Linked DNA regions of Gossypium hirsutum: region 1 is linked to region 2. A link is a contact called in public Hi-C data. All regions are on one chromosome and are shown on one strand. The core of a region is the stretch at or near the end of the contact, and the rest is flanking DNA. Distances in the headings are between cores, read along the strand shown. Region 1 has its middle 77 kb from the start of LOC107901557. Region 2 holds the start of LOC107901557 (protein ROLLING AND ERECT LEAF 2).

Region 1 (5,771 bases), core at 2,029-4,528, 76 kb before region 2:
TTTTGAAAATTTCAGAATAAGAGGATAACTTTACAGTTGATTGGGACAAGATCTCTACTGTCTAGAATGGTGATGTTCTAAAATCTTGCGAAGACATGGATTTCAAGTTCGAGCCTCAACAAATTATATGTTTCCTTACACAAGTCAACTTTACATGATGCATCAATAGGTAAAAGGTTGATTACTAATATTCAAAGTGAGTAATGGAATTAAATTTGATCTTGGTTATATTATATTTAACCAAATTTTAAAGCTTGCAAAAGTTGGTGATGTGTAACTAGGTTTTCCATGTTGTAATTTAATCCATCGACTCCTTATGAGGTAGAAAATTATTAAAAATAGTGATGATTCTTTAGAGCCTTTACCACATGAATTGAAATACAATATCAAGTATGATTTTTGGAGTCATGTTGATAACACCATCCCAACTGAAGCTCCAATTATTGAAGAACATGAAGAGGATCCTACTATTGAGGAAGTTGTTATACTTACAATTGGAATCACAAACACTTTACCTTGTGCAGAAAGAGTTAGAACACCAAATAATATTTATTGGATTTTCTAAAATCCCTGCTACTGAGCATTAACAAGAGAAAAGCTCGATGTCATACAATACATTCAAGATCTGGAAATTGAAGAACTTTAAAGTCCCTTATTGGATTTTCTTTTCGAAAAATGAGTAGAGACATAGGAGTGAGATTTTTAGGGGAATTTTTGTTGGTTTTTTTTTTGTTTTTTTATTGGGTTCATGGATTGTTATTTCAAATTTTAAACTTTGGTTTGTTTTTTTTTTTTAATTTTTGTTTAAGCTTTAAAGGCATTTTATTATTGTTAGGGAGATTTGAAATTGTTTAACTAATCTCTCTGCTCTTCTGGTTGTAATTACTTTTTGCTTGTGTTTTAAGATTTACCAAAAATGCCAAATTGGGGATATTGTTAGGATTTAGAGTTGTTGTATAGATGAAGTGGCTTGACTTGTGCCAACATTGGCAACCACAATTCTCTAGCATAACACTAACTTTAGTTGGAAAAATTTTTACTTTATTTTTGTATTAGTTTCACTAATGTTTTATGTAGTAAAAAAAATTAGAATGTCAAGTATAAGAGCTTAAATAACTTTCTCTTCATGGGATAAGAAGCTAAGGCATATAAACTCCATATGATTTCTAATACTATGGAAGATAAGGTGTGAGAAGTCCTAGTAATTTTGAAGAGTTTGTTGTTGACGTGAAAAAGAGATTTGGTTATTTAAATGATGAGTGTTTAAAACAGAAGTTGAATGAGCTCATCAATCTTAGTGAGTTGGTTATTTAAATGATCTACATTATTGAATTATGTGATATGATTTTTATGTTAGTGATTAAATCTATTTGCTCAAGTAAGGAATTTGCTTGTTGAGATTGTCATCTTTGAATGACTGTATAATACCTACTAAGTGATAGAGAAAATATGTAATGGGAGGTTGCAACTTGAAAGTTAGAGGGTTAGGCTTAAATAATTGTTTCTTTATACTATGTTGATATTAGTGAAATGGTTCTCTAAGCAAGGCTCCACAGATATAGGTTAAGCATGAATTGTGTTGGCAGTCTATGTGTGCAAAGTCTTGTTGTTATTTCATTTGTTATGGCTTCAACTTTTATCATAACATAACTGAGCATACTTTTAATATGCACAAATTGATAACATTATTAAATGCTTCCATTAGAGTGGAGATGTGATTTTTTTTTACTGTTATTCAGTCACACAATCAAAGCTATGTAAAAATTTAGACAACCATATTCAAGTTAGTGATGTTTAGGCGCCAAGACACTCATACGGAGCTAGATGCATCAAAACCACTTCCCACCATATTAAAGTTAGTGATGTTAAGGCGAGCATTTTTTTGCACCTTGCACCTTAGGTTATTTAAGGGTCTTATAGCCTTGAGTCCGCCTAGCGATTTTGACAATACCAATTCAAGTAATAATAAATTTACATGTTAGTCAATTATTTAAAATTGTTTTTTAAATCATACAATCCCTTTAACGGTAACAACTAACGATGTTCTCAATGTATACTTACTAGCAACGTTATAAAAATAGATAAATAAAATTATGTCAGATTAAAGAGATTAAATCTGAAATTTCAACGTAGTAGAAGGATTACAATGAAATTTGATCAATTTAAATGGATGTCCAACCAAACGTGTTCATTTTGGTTTGCTTTTATCACATGCAAAGACTTGCTTAGAATTTAGGTAAGAAGATGGGCAAAGCATATTGGAACTAAAAGCAAGTACCTACAACCTTCCAAAAAAAAACAAAAAAGTACCTACAAGGCTAAAACTTTATGCATCTTCCTACTGTTTAACTAACCCAAAAAGGATACAACTATTAAGGCTTTTTAAGCTTTGTTTTTAATCTTTAAAATAAATTAATTTACCATTAAATAATGATTATGTACTTTTTGGCTTCAACCAAATTCTATAATCACATAGTTTTTTTAGTAATTAGTTTCCATAATTTATTTTGAGGTAATTGCTCCAAATGGCTTTACATTCTAGCTGAGTGCTTAAAGTTCTAGTTTCATATTAGTTAGGTTCTTCGGACAAGTTATTAGGTTGGATATTAAGTGTTAGTTTGAATCTAACGTGGGCTATATTTAAATATGTTGATCAAATTTTTAATACGTGTGTATATATTGTATAAATAATAACATATTAGGAAAAAAAGACGTAAATAAAATTTATACGAACAATTTGTTTTAACACGTTAAATTCAAGTTGTCCATCTGATAAGTATACACATATTTAAATTTAATCCATTTAAATATGTACAATATCATATGTAAGTTAACATTTAATGTCTAAACTACTAATAATTTGATGAATCAATTGAGACAATGAAATTTAGTATAATTTAAAAATTAAATAATAATTTAGAGATGGATGATGCAATTAAATTTTCTTTTATATATTTATTTAGCGGCGCGCAAAAGCTTAGTTGGGCCAGAATCTCAAAAGAAAAAAGAAAAAGACTTAAATACATGTAAATCTATACCCATTATACGACTCATAGTTTCAACAAAATAGAACTCCCAAAAGGCCTAACCCATGCTAAAACTCTGATAAAAGGTCCAATAAGAAATTTTAAACACATTATTGACAAAACTGTTGATTTCATTCAAATTAGATGCCTTTAGCGATGAAATGGCCCAATCAATCATGTTGGGGAGAGACAATCTAAATACACCCACCTTTTTTCAGCCCTCTCTACCAAAATCCACTTGATAGAAGTTGCATTTTTAAGTGAAGCGGTGGCAGTTGGAGACATTATTTGGGGCTTTATATGTAATAAGTATCTATGCAAATTAGCCTGTTCAACTTATCAAAGGTCTTCATGGGCTTCGAAGATCATATGGCTATATAAACTGACATGGTTTTAGTCTTTCCATCACGGAACCGGAGCTTGTTCTTAGTTTTTTATTTTAGGTGCGTTCTAATTATGAATTTAGGATCTTTTCTATGTTATGATTTAGGATTAAATTTATGAGATAATATAATTTTTCTCCTTTAAATTTGGCAATTAGTTTATATTGATATACTTTCTTTATCCACTTTGACATTTGAACTTAACAGTTAAATCCATTGTGATCCCTAAACTTGAAAAATATAAAAATTTGATGATGTAGCACTCTAAAATTGTGCCACATCATTACATGAAAATTTAAAATTTATAAATTTTATATAAATTTTCAGATGATGATGTGGTACAACTAATTCAGCATGTTCCCAATTCAACCACAAATCAGACCATTGGTTCCCAATTCAACTAGTTTGATTAATTCAACCAACAAACCAACAAAAATTAAATAAGTAATTAAAAATTCATAAAAATATAAAAACGTAAAGTAACAAAAAAAATATATTAAACTGGTTCAATTGACAATTTTTGTCCTAGATTTTGATTTTTACCAATTTCAAGCAGTTTCCGTATCAATCAGTTCAACCATTTTGTTCGAGCATTGCTTAATTCTCGGTTCGTCTATTTTGATCATGTTCTAGAAACATTGGTTACATCACCAAATCTTGACAGAACCCAAGTTCAGGGACAAAAATAGATCTAGTTGCCAAGTTCAAGGATCAAAGTGGACAAAAAAAATATAGGTACCTAAGTAGACCTAATTGCCAAGTTCAAGGGCCAAAATTTATATTATCCGTAAATTTATATACTTTATTTTTAACATAGTTTGATAGTCTATTTTTATAATATTATTAGTAAATTCAAATTTATAATACCTTTTATTATTGACAATAAAGAGATGACGCATTTTTAAAAAAATAGTTGTAAGCATTAGTTCGCATATATTTGTTATTGATTGAACATGGTTGATTGAATTTTCACATGGTATTGATTATGTAATTGAATAATAGTAAAAAGAAATCCACACCATTACTTTAATAGTAGCAAGTAAGGGTGGTATCATTTTGGACTTACTAATATATATCCATAATAAGAGCTAGTAAAACAGGCTTGAACTTGAAAGGCTGTCCATGTCAATCCGAGTTTGAGAAAGCTCGAGCCTGAAAAAATCTTAGCCCAACAAAAACAGAGCTCAAGAAATACCCGAGTCTATAAGAATTCGAGTTCGAGACCAATTTGGCCTGAGCTTGAGAATAATTTAACCCAAAGTTCGGAAAAACTCGAATTTATAATTAAACACCCATATACATTAATAATTAATATAGATTTCAATACTAAAAAAATAAATAATAATTTTTTTATTTATGAAATTTTATTCATATGCATGACATATTTATAATAAAATTTTATTAATAGGAACCGCAATTAATAGTAATTTTTATGTTAAATTATAAAGTTAAAAATTAAAAATATTAGTTTAATATAAAATATTTTTACGACTATGATTATATATGTATAATAAATATATAAAATTAATAATTATTAAAATCTATAGTATATAATTATTATTATATTACATAATATTATATACTATATGATATAGTATTACATGACATAGTAGCAGAGCTAACTTTCAAATCTATGAAAAGTATAGCGACCTAGAACATATTTCAAATAATATAATAATTAATAATTAATAATTAATATATAATGTACTTCTATTATATATAATAAAAGAAATAATATTACTGAATATTATAATGTTTAATCATTGATGCATATATATAAATTATTAATATATTATATACTATAAGATATAATATTATGTAATATAGTAGGAGGGACAACTTTGAAATGTATGAAAAATATAGGGACTTAGAGTATATTTTAACTAGTATAATAATAAACAATAATATATGATAATAATTAAAAATATTATGTACTACTCTACTATTATAACATGTGATATAGTATTATATAATGAAATAATATTATATATATATAACTATAATTATATTTTAGACTATAATAAAAGATATCATATCAATAACTATGTGTAATTTAGTATATTAAAATGTATATTTACAATTATAACTAGCAATACATAAAATATTATTAAAAATTTAATATATTAATATGTTAGGCTGTCGACCTATAAAAATAAAAACTTACTTGAAAAATATAAAAATTAGTAGATAGCAGCAAGTAGATTCATATCCATAGAGACCAATGATAATTTTATTTCTCTAATACACAAGTAAAATAAAGATGAAGGGGATTAGAATTAAAAACTAAAATTAAAATGAAGCAAAGTAAAAAGAGATCATAAAATAAAATAAAATAAAAAATGAAGAAACTCTAGCCAAAGGT
Region 2 (6,546 bases), core at 1,530-4,029:
TAAGAAAGCTCCTCATATACGTTTGGATTTAACTAAATGATTTTGAATAAATTTGTCATCATGCAAAAAAAAAAAAAAAGAGATTGTACTTTAAATTTCCTTCAATTTTTCAAATTTCGACACTAAAAACATCAAGTAATCAACAAGATACTAATTTTGGGCGTTATGAGGGTGCTAATCCTTCCTCGTACGTAACCGACTCCCGAACCCACTTTCTAAATTTTTGTAGACCAAAAAAACATTGTTTTAATAAATCAAACTGTTTATTAAAAATAATCATTTTACGATGTGACCTGATCATACCTCATAAAAAAAAAAGATTGGTAGTGACTCCCTTTTTTTGTTTTCACTTTAAAAGTAAAAGTCAACTCTTTCAAAAAAATAGTTTCGACACCACTAATCCAATCCAATTATTTCAAGGCAATTAATTGCATTTAAAAGTAGAGAAAAAAAATAATAGAAGCTCTTTATCCCTCTCAAGCTGCCTATGATTAGTTCTGGTGAAGCTTGTTATTATGATTACGTACTTACTCTTGCCAAGGAGATGGATGTTCATACATCCACCGAATTAATCTAGCTTATAAGGTAGTCCTAGGTTTATTTTTATATGATTTGAATGGTTTTCAATGCATACTTATTAAGTTAATTGAGTTCTAACTCAATTGATATTGATATTGTTATTAGTGCAAAAAAATATAGGTTCGAATATATTAAAACTCATTATTATAATTAATTTTAAACATTGCATAAAAAACAGATATGATAAGAATTTATAATAAAATTAATGTTAAAAAAATATGTATTATAGCATGCATAACAAAAAATAAAAGCTGTTATTTCGAGCTTTTAGGATTTTAGATCCTGATGTATCTATTGGACATACAATATATCAAAAATATATACTCATCTATTAAGCTTCTCTCCTCTCTCTAATTTCTGCTCACCTAATACCTAATCCATGGAGATTATTCGTTGCTACCTTTTTAACTGTGTTTGTTTTCATTTTTACTTTTTATCTACTACAATAATCTTTTATATAGGAATGTTATCTAATAATAGAGCTAAAAAACAAAACGAAACTGGAGTTGGCCAATGGCAAGCTGGTAAAAGTTGATTACTTGAAATTTTTATGTTGGGTAAACTACATTAATGGTCACTTTTGTTTACCTTAGGTTACATTTTAATCACTTATGTTTGAAATGTTACATTTTAGCCACTTACATTATCCTGTTGTAATATTTTAGTCACTAAGTCGTTAATTGCCGTTAACGGTGTAACAGTAAGCTAAAGTGACACGTTAAATCATCATTTCAAACAAAAAATTTAAGTTAAATTATACAATTAGTCTCCATATTTTTTCGTTTTGAGCAATTTAAAATTTTCTTTTAACATATCAAGAAGTCGAATTGACAGTGAAGAAAGAAGCATGATATGGGTTTTGGTTATAGGCAATGATGGCTTTCAACTTCCTGTTTCTTTCTTCACTGCCAATTCAACTTCCTGATATGTTAAAAGAAATGGAGAAGGTAGGAAAACAGAGGGAGAAACAGAAGAGACTGGAAAAAAAAAGAAAGAAAAGTTTAAAGAACATAAAAGAAAAAAATTAAACTACTCAAAAAGAAAAAAAAATGGGGATCGATTATATAATTTTACCTAAAATTTTTGTTTGAAATGATTATTTAACGTGCCACATCAGTTTATCATTACACCGTTAACGGCAATTAACAGATCAGTAACTAAAATGTTACAACACAATAACATAAATGGCTAAAACGTAACATTTCAAACATAAGTGACTAAAATGTAACATAAGATAAACAAAAGTGACCATGGGTGGAATTTACCATTTTATGTTTTAGTTGGATTTTCATGTTGCGGAAATTATGTATGAATTATTTTTTTAGTAAGACTTAAACTATGAAATAGTATTTAAATTATACACATTTTTGTTAAGTTGATCTTTAAATTTTGTTTTTAGTTATAAGTGATACTTAAATTATGCTCCATTACTCAAATTACTTTAAAAAATACTTTACTAATTATTTTTTGACACATGACACTTTTTAACTAATAAAATCTAAAAAAAATATTAAATATTATTTATTTAAGTTTTTTTTTAATGAAAAACTTAAAATCTATTTGTTTCTATCTTATTTTTCACACAAAAACTTCAATGAAAAAAATTGAAGAGCTCGTAGGAAAACAACTCCAAACCTAATAACCGACAAAAAAACCTTAGATTTCGAGGTTTTTTTTTGTAAACCCGGATTTAAAATTCATGTATTATTTATGTTAAAAATAGCTATCTTCATTCTTTTAGATATTACAAATCAAAGTTATCTTAAAAGAAGTATAATAAAAATAGTTTAAAATGTGCCACAAAATTCTTGAAAATTGAGAATTTAGTCTTTATATTTTTATTTTATAAAATTTAATTTCTCTATTTTTTAAATTTTAAATTTCAGGTCTAACTATTAAACATTGTTAACTTTTATTTTTTTGTTAAATTCGAGTTAATTACAAAGTCTTCTTTTAGTTACATGGCTATTAAGTGAGTTTTTTTTATTTGAAAAATATTATAGCAACAAATTTAACAAAAAAAATTAAAATTATTAATAATTGGACCTAAATTTTGAAATCTAAAAAATAAAGAGACTAAATTCTATTAAAATTTAAGTATATAGACTAAATTCTTAATTTTCGAAAAGTATAGGGACTTGTTGCATATCTTAACCATAAAAATAATATAGGGAGTAAAAGTAGAAGTAACCATATATATCAGCAATAAAACGCCGTCGTGAAACGTTATTGCTTTTTTTTTTAATAAAATAATGTGACCGTTAATTTAAAAATATAGAGAAAAGGACAGCGAGTACAAATGCATATACCCCACTCTCATCACTCTCTTTCCCTCAGCTCTGCGCTGCTCTGCTGCACTATTTGCCTTTGTCTTCTCGTTTTCTCGCTGTTCTATCCTTGGCAGTATCCCACTCTCAATATTTCTAATCCCCAAACGAAATATCTAAAGATAATAGCCGAAAGAACCACCGCGAACGGCGCAGCATTGGGTTTATTTGGCTGTCGGAGCCGGTGGTTGCTAACTGGGCCAATTGTTTCTGCTAAAAATGGGGTGTGCCCAGTCCAGAATAGAGAACGAAGAATCGGTGGTTCGATGCAAGGACCGGAAGAACTTGATGAAAGATGCGGTCGTAACTCGAAACGCCTTCGCCGCCGGTCACTCTGGGTACGCCATTTCGTTGAAGAACACCGGCGCTGCCTTGAGTGACTACGGTCATGGGGAAGCTGAAGAGCCCCTCGAAGAACAACCACGTGGGATTCCTCCACTTGACTCCACTCCTCAGCCGCCTCCTCCGCCTCCTATGATGGACAACCTTCCTCCACCTCCTCCGCTTCCTAACTTCTCCCCTAGCCCCGTCGCTCCCATCAAACGCGCCCTCAGCATGCCAGAAATGCCCATCAAGAGTCGCAAGGAGTTCGATTCTTCTCTCGCTATTGAAGAAGAAGAAGAAGAAGAAGAAAATCATGTAGAAAACGAGGTGCTTGAAAAAAATCATAATGAAGGTCTCAGGAAAGACTCACGAGGGCATAATAGGGAAGATATGACGGCGTCGACATCGGAGAACAACAATGTGACCCACCACCCGCCGCCGATGCCGGAAGCTAAACACATGGCTTGGGATTACTTCTTTATGGTCGACAATAACATGCCGGGTCCGAGCTTGGATTTGGACAACAATGACAACGAGACCGAGGGTAGAAATGCTGAACCTTTCGCTAACAATGTGGGTGGTGTGGGGTTTAATAGCCATGGCGGAGCCGATAGTGAGATTGAGCCCAAGACTCCGGAGAGGCCGGAGAAGGTGGCGGTGGAGGATGATGTGAAGGGGAAACAACAGGTACAGATGGAGCATTCGAAAACGGCTCCGGCAGATTTCATGCGAATGGTGAAGACCGTTTCTAGTGTGAATTTGATGCTGGTTTTGAATGAGATTGATGACCATTTCTTGAAATGCTCAGAGAGTGCTCAAGAGGTTTCTAAGATGCTGGAGGCTACCAGGTTGCATTATCATTCCAATTTTGCTGATAATCGAGGTAACCTGCTTGCTTTTCTAAGTTGCCTAATATGTTTTGATTGTGACAGTTTAGGTTTTCCCTGTTTCCTGTTCTGCACCTAGTTGAATTTCATAAATTTAGGTTTTCACTGCAATTTTATGTGAACGACTGTTTGGATCTGGGGGAAACTTTTCTTTTTTGTATTTTTAAATGATTTAATGGACTTTTTGTGTAAAGTGGTGTCTTTGCATTTAGATCTTGTTGTGCTTTACCTTTATGTTTTAATCTGGCCTTGACCTTACATCTTTATACTTTATTCTTTACCACAAAACAAAGCTGCTATTTTTTATCGAGTAAAATGGAATAGTTGAAATGATCTCAAAGTTATTAATTTTTTGTGCAGATCTTGTCCTGCAATTTGTAGTTGCAATTAGAAAGAGAATTGCTTTATCTTTAATGTAATGATCTCACTGATCGTAGGACATATTGATCATTCCGCGAGGGTAATGCGTGTCATTACATGGAATAGTTCTTTCAGAGGTATGACAAACATTGAAGACAGGAAGGATGAGTTTGATTCTGAAGAGCACGAGTCTCACGCCACTGTCCTGGATAAGTTGCTAGCATGGGAAAAGAAACTTTATGATGAAGTAAAGGTACATTTTAAGACTCTGGGTTATCTGTTTCTCTCTTCACTTTTTTTATTCTTTTTTTATGGTCAGCTGCTTTTCATGGCGATCCATGTTGATAGGCATGTTGTTAAGCTTGTTCTTTAAACTTGTTCTGAATGTTATGAAAATTTGGTCCCGATTGTAGCAAGGAGAGCTGATGAAGCTCGAGTATAAAAGGAAGGTAGCTTGGTTAAACAAGCAGAAGAAACGTGGCGCTACTGCTGAATCATTGGAGAAAACAAAGGCGGCTGTAAGTCATTTGCATACAAGGTACATAGTTGACATGCAGTCCATGGATTCAACAGTGTCGGAAGTCAATCGATTACGTGATGAGCAGTTATATCCGAAACTTGTTATGCTTGTTGATGGGTAAGTTTTCCTATGAAAATATCTAGAAATCTGTATATTGGTTCTAATATTGCTGTAATTGGCATCTTTACTTCATAAGCTTATCCAGGATTGTTTGTGTTGCCTGTTCAGATTAAGAGGCCAACTCATTGCCAATGGCTTGAATTGAATTTAATCATGACCATAAATTTTGACATCTAATTTGCAGGATGGCTAACATGTGGGCAAGCATGTGCATACATCATGATAGGCAACTCAAGGTTGTTGAAAAGCTTAAGTCTCTTGACGTTGCCCTCAGTTCCAAAGAAACAACAAAGCAACACCACGACTGGACCATCCAACTTCATAACGTTGTCCAAGAGTGGCATTCGCAATTTAATAAGCTTGTGACCAATCAAAAGCAATACATCCTAGCTCTCAACAACTGGTTAAAGTTGAATCTCATCCCTATCGAAAGCAGCTTGAAAGAGAAAATCTCATCTCCTCCACGAGTGCAGAATCCTCCCATCCAAGCACTCCTTCATGCATGGCACGATTGTCTTGAAAAGCTTCCTGACGAGGTTGCCAAATCTGCTATCTCTTCATTCGCTGCAGTGATAAAAACAATAATCATCCATCAAGACGAAGAGATGAAGCTAAAAGAAAAATGCGAGGAAACTAGGAAGGAATTCTTGCGCAAGAGCCAGGCATTCGAGGAATGGTATCACAAGTACAAGCAACGAAGATCTGCCTTGGATGAAATAGATGCAGGTGAAGACGCAAATGCAAAGGATCCTGTCTCCGAGAGGCAGCTTGTGGTCGAGAGCTTGAAAAAGAGGTTGGAAGAGGAAGCCGAAGCTCACAAAAAACACTGCATTCAAGTGCGAGAGAAATCTATTGGAAGTCTTAAAATCCGGTTGCCTGAGATATTCCGCGCATTGTCGGACTATTCTCACGCCTGCTCTGAAGCTTATGAAAAGTTAAGGAGTGTCACTCAGTCACAAAAAACAAATGGTGCCCCGTCATAACATACCTCACCACCTCTTGTTGGCAATTTCCTATTAACTTATAGTATCTTTTAGTGAACTGCAGCTTTTAGGGTAAACAGTACCTCTTGGCAATGCAATATAGCAATCTATTATTTATGTCCTTATAATTTGAATTCAAAGTTGCATGAAAATTTGTCACTGGACCATCAGCAGCTTTGATATTCATTACTCATGAATGTTAGGTGAAGTGGTCTACATGATTTTACTAATTTTGGGTCTGGCTTTAACATCCATTTAATGATTGTTTTTTTGGGGGGGGGGTATAATTTGATAAATAATGGGATTACTTTTTACAGTCCAATATATCAAGTTGCAAGGACCGCATTAACTACGATGGTGACTTTATAGTTGATCATCAAACTTTAATCCAATTACTAGGAAACTAGATTTACCATAGTGTTTTTGCCATTACTAGCTTGTCAAAG

What was found. A called contact is a pair of places that touch in the nucleus more often than the background predicts.
Region 1: a Hi-C map of leaf shows a contact between it and region 2, with 2.8 times the contacts expected there. The contact joins the enhancer-like site here to the promoter of LOC107901557 in region 2. A contact is called at or near these places in 10 of 34 Hi-C or Micro-C datasets (anther, callus, hypocotyl and 2 more).

Annotation. Positions count from the first base shown.
Region 1 is chrD06:21,490,913-21,496,683 of Gossypium_hirsutum_v2.1, reverse strand. No RefSeq gene overlaps it. Among protein-coding and RNA genes, the nearest start is that of LOC107901557, 77 kb to the right of the region's middle. Within about 2 kb of position 3,278, at least 3 of the 9 cell types and tissues checked have an H3K27ac peak or open chromatin away from gene starts, as enhancers often do. A contact at or near this core is called in hypocotyl and leaf, where this site is marked.
Region 2 is chrD06:21,413,515-21,420,060 of Gossypium_hirsutum_v2.1, reverse strand. It overlaps LOC107901557 (protein ROLLING AND ERECT LEAF 2), which reads left to right and starts at 2,779. Exons shown (of 4, transcript XM_016827612.2): 1 at 2,779-4,113; 2 at 4,555-4,730; 3 at 4,891-5,114; 4 at 5,302-6,330. The coding sequence starts at 3,126. The coding sequence ends at 6,100.